Regions from separate parts of the Hordeum vulgare genome. Here region 2 is linked to region 1. A link is a contact called in public Hi-C data. All regions are on one chromosome and are shown on one strand. Each heading gives the region's core, a stretch centred on a gene start, on an enhancer-like site or on the middle of the called end of the contact. The rest is flanking DNA. Distances are from core to core; before and after follow the strand shown. Region 1 has its middle 51 kb from the start of LOC123399775. Region 2 holds the start of LOC123399777 (MADS-box transcription factor 8-like).

What was found. Hi-C and Micro-C count contacts between places; a contact is called where the count stands out from the background.
Region 2: a Hi-C map of leaf shows a contact between it and region 1, with 2.0 times the contacts expected there. The contact joins the promoter of LOC123399777 here to the enhancer-like site in region 1. A contact is called at or near these places in 2 of 6 Hi-C or Micro-C datasets (leaf and seedling).

The regions. Positions count from the first base shown.
Region 1 is chr5H:488,184,290-488,189,573 of MorexV3_pseudomolecules_assembly, reverse strand. No RefSeq gene overlaps it. Among protein-coding and RNA genes, the nearest start is that of LOC123399775, 51 kb to the right of the region's middle. Within about 2 kb of position 3,628, at least 1 of the 3 cell types and tissues checked has open chromatin away from gene starts, as enhancers often do. A contact at or near this core is called in leaf, where this site is marked.
Region 2 is chr5H:488,373,318-488,378,817 of MorexV3_pseudomolecules_assembly, reverse strand. LOC123399777 (MADS-box transcription factor 8-like) reads right to left here and starts at 1,929. Exons shown (of 8, transcript XM_045094160.1): 1 at 1,378-1,929. The coding sequence starts at 1,562.

The DNA.
Region 1 (5,284 bases), core at 2,379-4,878:
TAACTGCTTGCAAAAGCCACTCATCAGGGACTTCTCCACCGCCTGCGGGGCTGCACCATCACACTGCGTACCTCTCTTGACGCCGATGATGCCGCAATCTTCATTGCACCCTTTAAAGAGGACATTGATCAGTTAGCTACTATTTTGACCAGTTTTGGTGAAGTCACTAGTCTGGTCGCTAATCCCCTCAAGAGTGTGGTAGCCCCCATCCGTTGTGGTAATTTTGACCTCGATGTCATTCTAGAAAGCTTCCCGGCAAAGAAGGTGGGCTTTCCCATGAAATACCTCGGGCTTCCACCTTTCACACACAAACTGAACAGTTTTGATTGCCAATTCTTGGTGGACAAGGTGGCGGTCAAGCTCCCGCCTTGGCAAGGGAATAACATTAATACTGCTGGACGAACAACCCTTGTCAAATCTGTTTTGACTTCTATTGTGATCTTCCACATCACCACTTTTGATTTGCCTCCGGGCACCAAAAAAGCATCACAAAGATTCAACAGGCTTTCCTGTGGGCGGGGACCGATCAGATCTCGGGCGGCAAATGCAAAGTTAACTAGAAAGTGGTTTGTCATCCCACAAACCTGGACGGCCTGGGCATCCTCGACCTCGATAAATTCTCTCGGGCACTCAGGCTTCGTTGGTTATTGTTTGCTTGGGTGGACCCTCTCAGGGCCTGGATTGGCCTGGAAACCCCATGCGACGACAAGGACAAGGACATTTCTACGAGGCCACGAATATTAGCATTGCGGACGGTTTGAAGGCGAGTTTTTGGCACTCCCCTTGGCTCAATGGTCAAAAGCCTAAAGTCATTGCTCCGCGCATCTTCGCCCTTTCAAAGCGCCCCAAGAGCTGCGTAGCTAATGCGATGCACAACAATGCTTGGGTCAGGCATATTAACTTACAAGGCGGCCTGTCAGTTATCCTTCTTCAACAATTTTGTGATCTTTGGTCGAGTGTTCAACAGTTCAATCTTGCTCTGGGCGTTAGTGATAGCATCCGCTAGAAGTTCACGGCGGACAGTTGCTACTCCACGACCACAGCGTACAGGATGCAGTTTGCCGTGTTGATTAAGTCTGCATTGCCGCAGATGGTCTGGAAGATTTGGGCACCTCCTAAGATTAAATTCTTCTCCTGGCTCGTCCTAAAAGATAAAATCTGGACTGCTGATAGGCTGCAGCGCAGAGGATGGCCAGATTGTGGCCTTTGTCAGATTTGCAAGCAGGAGCCGGAGTCGGTGCCCCATATTATGTTCAAATGTCGTTTCTCTATGAGGGTGTGGAACTTCAATTTTAGTTGGCTGGGTTGGCAATCTTCGACCCTCTCTTGGGTCGACCTTCAGACGGTGAATCAATGGTGGGTCTCGAATGAGGAACGACCAGGCAACTCCACGAAGGCGATCAACTCTCTGCAGATGCTCGTTTGTTGGGAGATATGGAATGAGAGGAATGCTCGGGTCTTTCGAAACAAGGCTTCCTTGCCGTCGCGGGTGGCGGCGTCGATCAAGGATGAAGCAAAGACGTGGGTAGTGGCGGGTGCTAGGTTTATGGGTAATATTTTACCGGGAGAGCGATCCCCTTGCTCCGGCCTGAGTGGTCTTGTAACCTTAAGACAATGTTCTTCTGTCTTCTTAATTAATGAGATGAGGTAGAGCTTTTGCCTTCGTTTAAAAAAATATGTGTCAAGTCAGGGTGAAAGGGCTTAAGGGAGATGAAGTCTTCGTCGGAACCGTGGTGTGCGCTCGGTCGACGTGAGAGTTCTTTTAAAGTTGGGCCGCGTGTGTGTATCTTTATGTATGTATTCGGATCGTTGTGTAAAATAAAGCCAAGATACAGGCGTTCGTCGTCGGTAAAATCATGATGTCTCCTTCGTCTACCTTCGTTCGGCGTTTCGCCGGGAGGCTGCTCGGCGTGTGTGTCGTCGAGGAGGATTGGTCCGGGATTTGTCCCAACAACGAGAGGATAGCTAGCATGTGAGGATGTGACAGCAAGCTGCCCCTGCTTCCCGCTGTGCATCGGTGCTTCATTGTGCTCCTAGTCTTTTTTTTTGAAACGAAAGCAAAAGCTTTACCTCATCACATTAATAAAGAAGGGGTTTGAAACACAGTTACGAGGTCCATTACTCCTTCACAAATGACCGACGACCCACAGCCTACTCTCATGGCATGATCGAACTCAGTTTTTTTTTTTGCTCCGGCAAGTATCCAAATCCTTGCTTCGCTCTTAATCGATGCAACCATCATATTTGGCATTGTGCTCCTAGTCATTGGGCACTAGTGGTGCGGGGCGAGAGAGAGACGGCACCGTCCTAGTCTCCTAGAGGTGGCGGCAGCAGCGTAATAGAGAGAGGGAGGGGGACGGATGACGGATCGATGCCGCCGTGCCCGGGAGGAGGGCTGCCGCCTGCAATCTGGCTGGCTCCAATGGCTATGTCTTCCTCCCTTCTTCTACAGTAACAGTGGCTTCGAGTAGGAAAAGAACGCGAGAGCGAGAGCGAGAGAGAGTAATGTGTTCCCTGTAGCGAGAGATCAGTGCGTAAAAGTGTTCCCTGTAGCGCGGCGCGGCTCGCCCGCGACAGCGAGCCCGGGCGGCTCCAGACCCACACGAGGTAGGATCTTGCCGATATTCGCACGTCACGGGCGCACCGCACTGGTGGCGGGCGAGCCGGCGACGGCGAGCCGCCCCTTTCATCGGCGAGGGAGGAGTGGCCGGCACGGAAATCTGCGTTCCGTCAGGTGGTCTGAAACCGACGTACAACGTAGCGATGGAACGTGCAGTGATTTCTGAGTAGAGGGAGGCCGCCATACTTGCTACTACTTGCGCAGGAGCAGGTGCAGGAGTCCGACCGTACTGCAGGTTTGGTCTTCAGCGCCAGTGCACTATGGACATGTAGCATGTCCTAGGTCACAAGACTCAGGGATTTGCAAGTACTGCTGCACGTTGCATAATCCATGTCCCAGGCTCTCTATGAAATCTGATCAGGTCAGGGCCAAATCCACGTTGCTAAAATCGCCGATCGAAGCGACGTCGCCAACCAACACCCTGAAAAGATATTTTACAGCGCAAAGATTATGACGAGTGAAATTGATGGCCTTTGTCAACAAGGCAGGTGCTTGATTATGGGGCACAGTTGCCTATATGTGCAAAGATGTCGACACAAACGGATCGACGGCGCATCAATTGGACATGACATTGACACCGGTGGAACCAACGGTCCGATCATCAGCTAAAACTTGCAAGAAATGGAATTCCACGAATCTACATGTGATGTCTCAGGGTTGGTGCCCAAGCCGTGGGCAGTATGCTTTTGCTGCGGCCGCGCCATATATGTAACTGCCGGACAATAGAGGTCCTTGGGAAGGACTAGCATGTGAGACGAGGACTCATCAATGGCCGGCCGGCGGCTGGGTTTTGGGCGGGCTGCTCGTGCATCGCGCGCGCAGGAGACACACGGCTGACGGCTTGCCGTGTATGGATGAATGTGCTCCTCGAGTCGTTGGACACTGGTGGCGCTGCTGATGCTGAGACGGAGAGAGACACGGCCGGGTAGCCCCCTAGCGCTAGCAGTAGCCGAGAGAGAGAGGGACTGATAGCGCAATCTGACTGCGATGGTTCCCTCTCTTCCTCTAACTCTTAGAATAAGAAAGATAGACAGAGGCAGCGACACACACAACGTCTTCACCCACTGTAGCGGCGCGACGCCGGAGCAGTGTCCGGGAGGGCGACGGGGTATCATCGCCCGCTCGCAAGCTTGCGAACTCGCGTCCTGTCCCCGTCGGGTGGGCCCGGAACAAGTAATCTGTGAGGCCTTCTTTTTTCATGGGATTGCAATACCACATTCACATTGATACAGAGAACTTGATTCTCAATTAAAAAAAAACTTGTTGAAAATAATTTGACATGTACTATCATATTTTGATCTTTCTTTTCGGACGAAGGCTTATGCCCGTCCTTCCTTAAACTAAAGCCCTGTGATATTTTGTTTCCCTTGTTTATTTGCCCAAAAAAACCTGGACCTCACTCGATCCAACTTCGGATCGAATGAATTAACCAAAAATACTGCGGGAGTTTTACCGCAGTATTATTGGTTGATATGGACCATTCGTTAGCACTGAATTAATGACCCTTGTTAATTGGAGGATACCAGAGAACAACTCGAAGCAAAACACCATGGCCAGGCCAGCAATGGAGGGTTCTCCTCCCCGGTTGCACCGGCATTGGCACCAGGGGCCGTTGTAAAAGCATCTATAGCCGAACTTAGTAAATATGATCTCGTAAACGTTCACGGACGCGTCGGATCAATGATCGGGCTTGTCTTTTATTTGTCCGTCTGCAAAGTCATTCTTCTTATTTTCTTCCTTATATGTCCGGTCTCTGACATGACTGGTCGAGAGGAAGAAAGAGAGAGAGAGAGAAATGAATGAATAAATAAAAAGAAAATATGGTTCAGGGTGAGGTCGCGTTCTACGTGGCGGACTGACCGGGCGCATCGGACACGTTCGCGAGCCCTCGTATCCTTCCTACATTTGAGATGAATATGAAGGGTGCCGGTCAGTCCGGATGTTTAGAATGAAAGTGGGGATCCGGTTGGATCAAATTATTTTTGACCGGACACTAATCGGAAGGACGTTCCACACATTTGAGGAGGATCTAGAGGGTGCGGATGTAGATGTTCTAACAATGCGGTTCTATCCTACCCAGACCAGTTAATCATGCACGAACCGAACGGTACGGACGAGCGGGTTCTTGGCAAAGCTTGCATGATGCAGGAGTTGTCAGTTTTGATGAAGAAGACTGTACCGTACGCCTGCACACTCCTGGTCTGCGCCTGTGCTTCGTGGACACGGCGGTAATGGCCAACGTGAGTACGTACAGGGCGGCTTGCGATAATAATTGCCTTGTTGTTAGAGGAGAGATCTCCTGCGACTAAATGCGTCTCCTGTACGTACCACGTCCTAGGTATCAGACCCATATTAGATCTGCAGGCTGGCGCCTCATCAAAAAACTTGACAGAAGACGCAGCCAGCCACAGAAACAATTGCCGTGCCCACGGCCACCAGTACTCTTTCTTACTCGACAGTGCCTTGAATGCAAATTTACGTGACGCGCTAGGTAACAACACACAATGGTTCAAAAAGTACTGTCAGGTGCCCTGAATGCTCTTCATGGTCTCGCGTTTGGGTCACCTAGGAAAAATAACATCAACTATAGAGGCCAACCTACAGCAGCTAAGCCTGCTAGCATCATGGCCGTGTTGTGTCACTGTAGCAGTTCATCCCTTGTCG
Region 2 (5,500 bases), core at 680-3,179, 190 kb before region 1:
TTGAACTGAGATCCACCTAGTTCAGATCATTAATCCTAGAACATTACATGTCTGCACTTATTTTATATATTTTTTACGGAGACAGTGATATATTGTTAAATTTTCTTGCTTATTAAGATAGAAACATTCCAAGTAATATGAAATTTCCATATTATTATTTTTCATGCTGGTTCGTAGGATCACACAAAACCGAGTAGTAAACATTTTACCATGGAGAACTATATAGTCTACTATTAAGTAATCTGCAAGTTTGAAATGGAGTGACCTCCCTCTATCTATAATCTTTTTCGACAAATTATTCTGCTACCTTATATGTATGCCGGTTTGCACAATGAAACTTGTCTATCTTCACTAGCCAATTACGTACAGCTCTGCTTTGTACACAGAAAATTTAATCCGATACCACCCATGCTTGCCTTTTTTCCTGGGAAAGAAAGGCAATATGTAATCAGACTGGTATACGCTTGTCTGACAGCTAAACACCAGATTTTGAAAAAAAAAACGAAATATGTGGAAACACGCTTGGATAATTCTTTGTGTTTCTCTAGGAATCTATATCTCCTGTGTAAGTGTTGACAAGAAAATCTTAAAAACTTCATCCCTGCCAGTAGCAAGAGAAAAAGGCAATATATATGAAGTTCTGTTCTCACTTAATTTGAGGCAGCCACAACTCATCGCACGAAAGCCCAAATACCCAAAAGACACCATCCCAGAAAAACCGCAGCAAACCAGCGACAAGACATCCATACAGTAACCGTTTTGCCTGGATCTTCCGTGTAACAAGCTACTGGATGCTGAGAATCAATCCATCAATCGGTCACCAGACGCATCCGATGTCTACGTGATGCGATGCCTGCATGCCGTCCCCTCGCAGCAGATAACCGTCAAAATTGATCCAACGGGAAACGGTCTCCGTTGGTTCGGAGATCTACGGGGAGAGGCCAATCGACGAAGCCGGTCCTAGCTAAGTATGGCATAAACCCCTGATTTAATTAACCCAAAGTTCCCGGCCAGCCGGCCCATTCATGCCGGCCATGTCTCAGACCCCATGGATTCACGACGACCCGCAGATCTAGGGCGAACTCGCCACGCGAGAAGCCAAGGTGCAGCGACCCAAACCAAAACCCTAGTAAACTTCTGGAAGAATTACTTCCGGTAGGCCGAAGCCGGACACACACACCCCTGATCGAGCTTCTCCGGACACGGATCCGCTGCGTCTGAGCCCCCCGGGAAACCAAACTCTGCGGGAAACCCCAAGCGACCGTCCAACGGCCCGGAGGAGGCCAGATCTAGCAAAGCTAAACCCCAGCGTACGCATCGATCCTGCTGTGTTTTATATATGCTCTCGAAATTACGTGCGTGTGTGGGCGTATATACCTCTGGCCGCTGCAGAACTCGTAGAGCTTGCCGCGGTTGGAGAAGATGATGAGGGCGACCTCGGCATCGCAGAGCACGGAGAGCTCGTAGGCCTTCTTGAGCAGGCCGTTGCGGCGCTTGGCGAAGGTGACCTGGCGGTTGATCTTGTTCTCGATCCGCTTGAGCTCGACCCGGCCCCGCCCCATGCCGCCGCCGCCGGCCGCCGCGTCCGGTACCGCTAGCTCCAGATCGATCAGCCTCCTCCTCCTCCTGCCACCCACGCCACGCGCCTCTCAGCCGCTCCCACACCACCACCTCCGTCCACCAAATCAGCTCAGCTAACCGAGAAGCGAAGAGAAGCTAGCTCTCGCGCGCGCGCTGGAGCGGAAGGGAGAGGGGAAAGGGGAAAGGGAAAGCGGGGGAGGGGGCTGGACGGGATGGGGGCGGAGCGGTGGGGGAGGCGGGTTAAAAGCGGGGCTGGGCGAGTGATTAGGGCGCTGCGCACACCACCATTGCCATTTCCGTCAAGGTGGGAGCCGCGAAACCCTAGAGCCCGCTCTCTCTCCTCCCCCGTTCCGTCGCCCCCCCCTGCCCGCCCCGTCGCTGTCGCCCCCGCGCTGGCCTCTACGTACACGCCACCCCCCCTCTCGCCACCTTTTCGATCGCCCGTCAAATCCAACCCCGTGGCCCAATCCACACACACACTACAGTACGTACGACGCTGCCAGACCACACACACCTCCTCCTCCTTTTCTCTCTCTCTCTCTCTCTCTGTATCCGGCTGCCATTATTCTGGTGTGGTGGGGTTGGGTTGGTGGGCGGACGAGTCGGGGCTCGACAGGTGCAGGGAGGAAAGCGGGGGGCTTTTCCGGGGGGAACCTCGGGGCGCTGTGGTTTCGGGCAAGGGCCTCGTTGCTGCCTGCCGATCGATCGATCGATCGAACGAGCTCATATATATTCCTCCTGCCTCAACTCGACGCGCCCGTCGTGCATGTTACCGTAGTTCGCGCAGACAGGAGGGGACGAGGCGGGCGCACGCGTGTTAATTTTTGCCCGGGAGAGAGCCGCGCGCGTGTGTCGTATATATGGGCAGTTGCGCGTAAGCCGGCCGGCCGGGGGCTTCCGGCTCGATCCGCTTCCGTATTCGTGCTGCGGAATGTGCTCCGTTCGGGAAGGAGGGATCCAGCTTTCGGGTCAGCTTGGTCTCTACCTATAGCTTGCTTGCTCGATCGCTCGCTCCGGTTTCGGCTCAGCTTTGATCCAGTTCCGTGTGGTTTACCTACCGTCAACTCGTCTCTGCACAGGCAACGGATCGTTGCCGTTTTTATTTTCGCTTGGACCGGCGCTGTTTTTTTTTTTTTTTTGCATCCTTTTTGATTGGATGCTCTAAAAGCGTACGTGTACGTCGGCTGTTTGCCGGTAGACGTGCTGCATCTGGTTACTCTTCGAGTGTGTAGTGGTACTCTTTTTTTTTTTTTTGCGGGAAGAGTGTGTGGTACTTTTTGATGCAACGAACGGAGGACATGACTCGTCAGGGGAAAGATCATATTGCAAATCCTACCATCGTATGAGGTTTTAATAATGCTTTAGAAAAAATGTAGTACTATGTGGAAAGATAAAGCACACATTTGTATACATCTTATAGCTGGATTATGGTTGAGCGAGACTGGTCTGATTTCAACATGCTTTTGCTCTTATGTATACGTTTTTTTATTTTATTTTGCGGGTAAGAGATGGCTTTATTGATTAAAGCTAGAAATAGTGATACAACTGTTGGCGACGAATATCGAACGCAGTTGGGGGACATCGCGTCGCATAAAAAAAGATGTATAGTTCTCTCCTGCTTACCTGGTTAGATTATGAGTTACTACAGCATTATGTCCACGGCGGTCTCTGAGAAAAGAAAACATTACACTCTCTATGAGTGTTCCGAATTCTACAGGTTGGAATTTGAATGATCACAACATTTTATCGATGTCGAACCGGTCCTCCAAGCTTGTTACTGCATTCAATACAAGGAATGAACCCGATTCGAAGTAGGGAGGCAATGCAATGCATTCCAAACATAATCGCAGACCCTCCAAGGAGACGATCACCTCGGCGTCTTTGATGTCTTGCTAGGTTTTGTTTTTTTGACTATTTATTGTAGGGCAACAGTTCTTTATTCCAGAAAAATTGTCCAGGCTTGTTTAAATCCGCTTCCATCCGGAGTCAAACCCAGTAGTACCTGGGGTGCTAAGGTCGATGCAACCAGTAGGCTACATGCATGTTCGCGGTGTCTTGTTAATAATTCCTTCACGTATCGAGTTCAGTGTTTCTGGAGGGAAAATCCATCGTCTTCGATGTGTAACCCGATTGCATCCTAGCACTAGAAATTCCGTAGTTTAAGAGATGGATGCATAGGCCAATCTATTGCATTCACTTCTAATCCCCAGTCTAAACCTATACTTCTGCACGTTCAACTTAAAATTTCTCATACATGGCCTTTAATGAATGATTGGAAAACATGGAGTACAAGATAAACACATGTAGTATTAATTATATCACGAGGGGCACAAAATGGAGTTGAGGGTGCTAAATTGGTCTACTCTATCAATTTTTCCCCAAATACTGTTAAATAGTATGTGTTAATAAAAATAAATAAATTTGTTTTTGTGAGGGTGGGGGGCATGACCCATTTTGTCTGCCATTGATCGCATGTTGAATCCTTTGTAAATTCGGAAAACATGATTATTGAAAATCTGGCACTATGGAATAATTGTTTGACTCTTAAAGTTTGCAATGTTATTTACTTATGGAATAATTGTCATAGACAGAAAATAAAAAGATATGAAAGGGACAAGCCGATGCCAAATCATACGAAGTTAATGAGAATATTTTTTTTTGCCAAAGCTAAGTTCTAAAAGTTAAGGGCTTCTTTCGGGCGACGTACGTTGACAAAGAAATATATAGAAATTGCATAGTTGAAATACGCCGGCTTGTTCGATCCTAACCAAAACGAAACATTATAAGTTGAAATGAGGCATTTTGATTGTTTTTCATGATAGACATGAAAAACACATGATTTAGGTCAGGCTAGGGTCACTACATCAGACACACGAGGGAGATAAATTTGAGAGAAAATCCATTGGAGCTTAAAATCTCCATGAGGCAGAGCATATATTTGATTAACAATATTACTTTGGGTTCGTCATTCTTTGTACGATATTGTAATCCTGCGTCGGGTATTGACCTGGCCATTCCATAGAAGGGTGATTGCTTAGTGTCGTATCGCCATCACACGAAAATTCGTCGTATGTATAGCAATGCTCTGAACTTATGTCCATGATCAAGGCTGGTCCGACGGATCGGTCTAGTAGCATGTACCTTGTTGCAGAAATCACAAAGATGATAAAGGAGCGACACTCCCAAGTTCAGAAGATGAGTCGTGCGCAGAACAAGGTTGGACATGCTATGGCAGCTATAGGGCGTGGACAGCAAAGGACGGCTTGTTGGCTCGCAAATGTTCCTCAAGAGATTAGCATTGTCTTTATTAGTGATTGTAAAACTATGATAAATTCAGTAATGAAATGCTTTCCCTCGTGAAAATTAAAGTATAGCAATGCTCTTTGGTTAACTTCATTAATTCCCACATGTTAAGTGTCTTATATCCGAATTTAGGAAGAAATAAAATCTGAAGGGTGGAAATCAATTTATTTTCTCTTCAAATTTTAATTCTATACTTTTCTTTGGAAATTGGTTTGTTCGAAAGGGGTCCTAACTCGATCTGGTGCCTTGCTGCATGAGTCAAACGCACACAAGTTCTTTAGCACAAGCATACGTATACAGTAGCTAGCAAAATACTCCCTGCATCTGCATACCTAAATAATTATAGTTGAAGAGAATTAGACTAGTTTTTTGTAACTACAAATATTTTAAGTATAGAGGGAGTACATTCTTGCTAATGGCCAAGCTTCTAATACTGGATTTTTTCTTGGGCGCCACCGTGCAGCCCGCACACACCACCCCTGTGCTGTGCCGTTCACCGACCGGCGCGCGCACGCACGCACGCACGCAAAGGAACCGCCTCGCGCCCTCGGGACAGGCTGATCCCACCGAGTACCCCACTACCAACGGTCCGGATGGTGGCGAGCTGACGTACGGC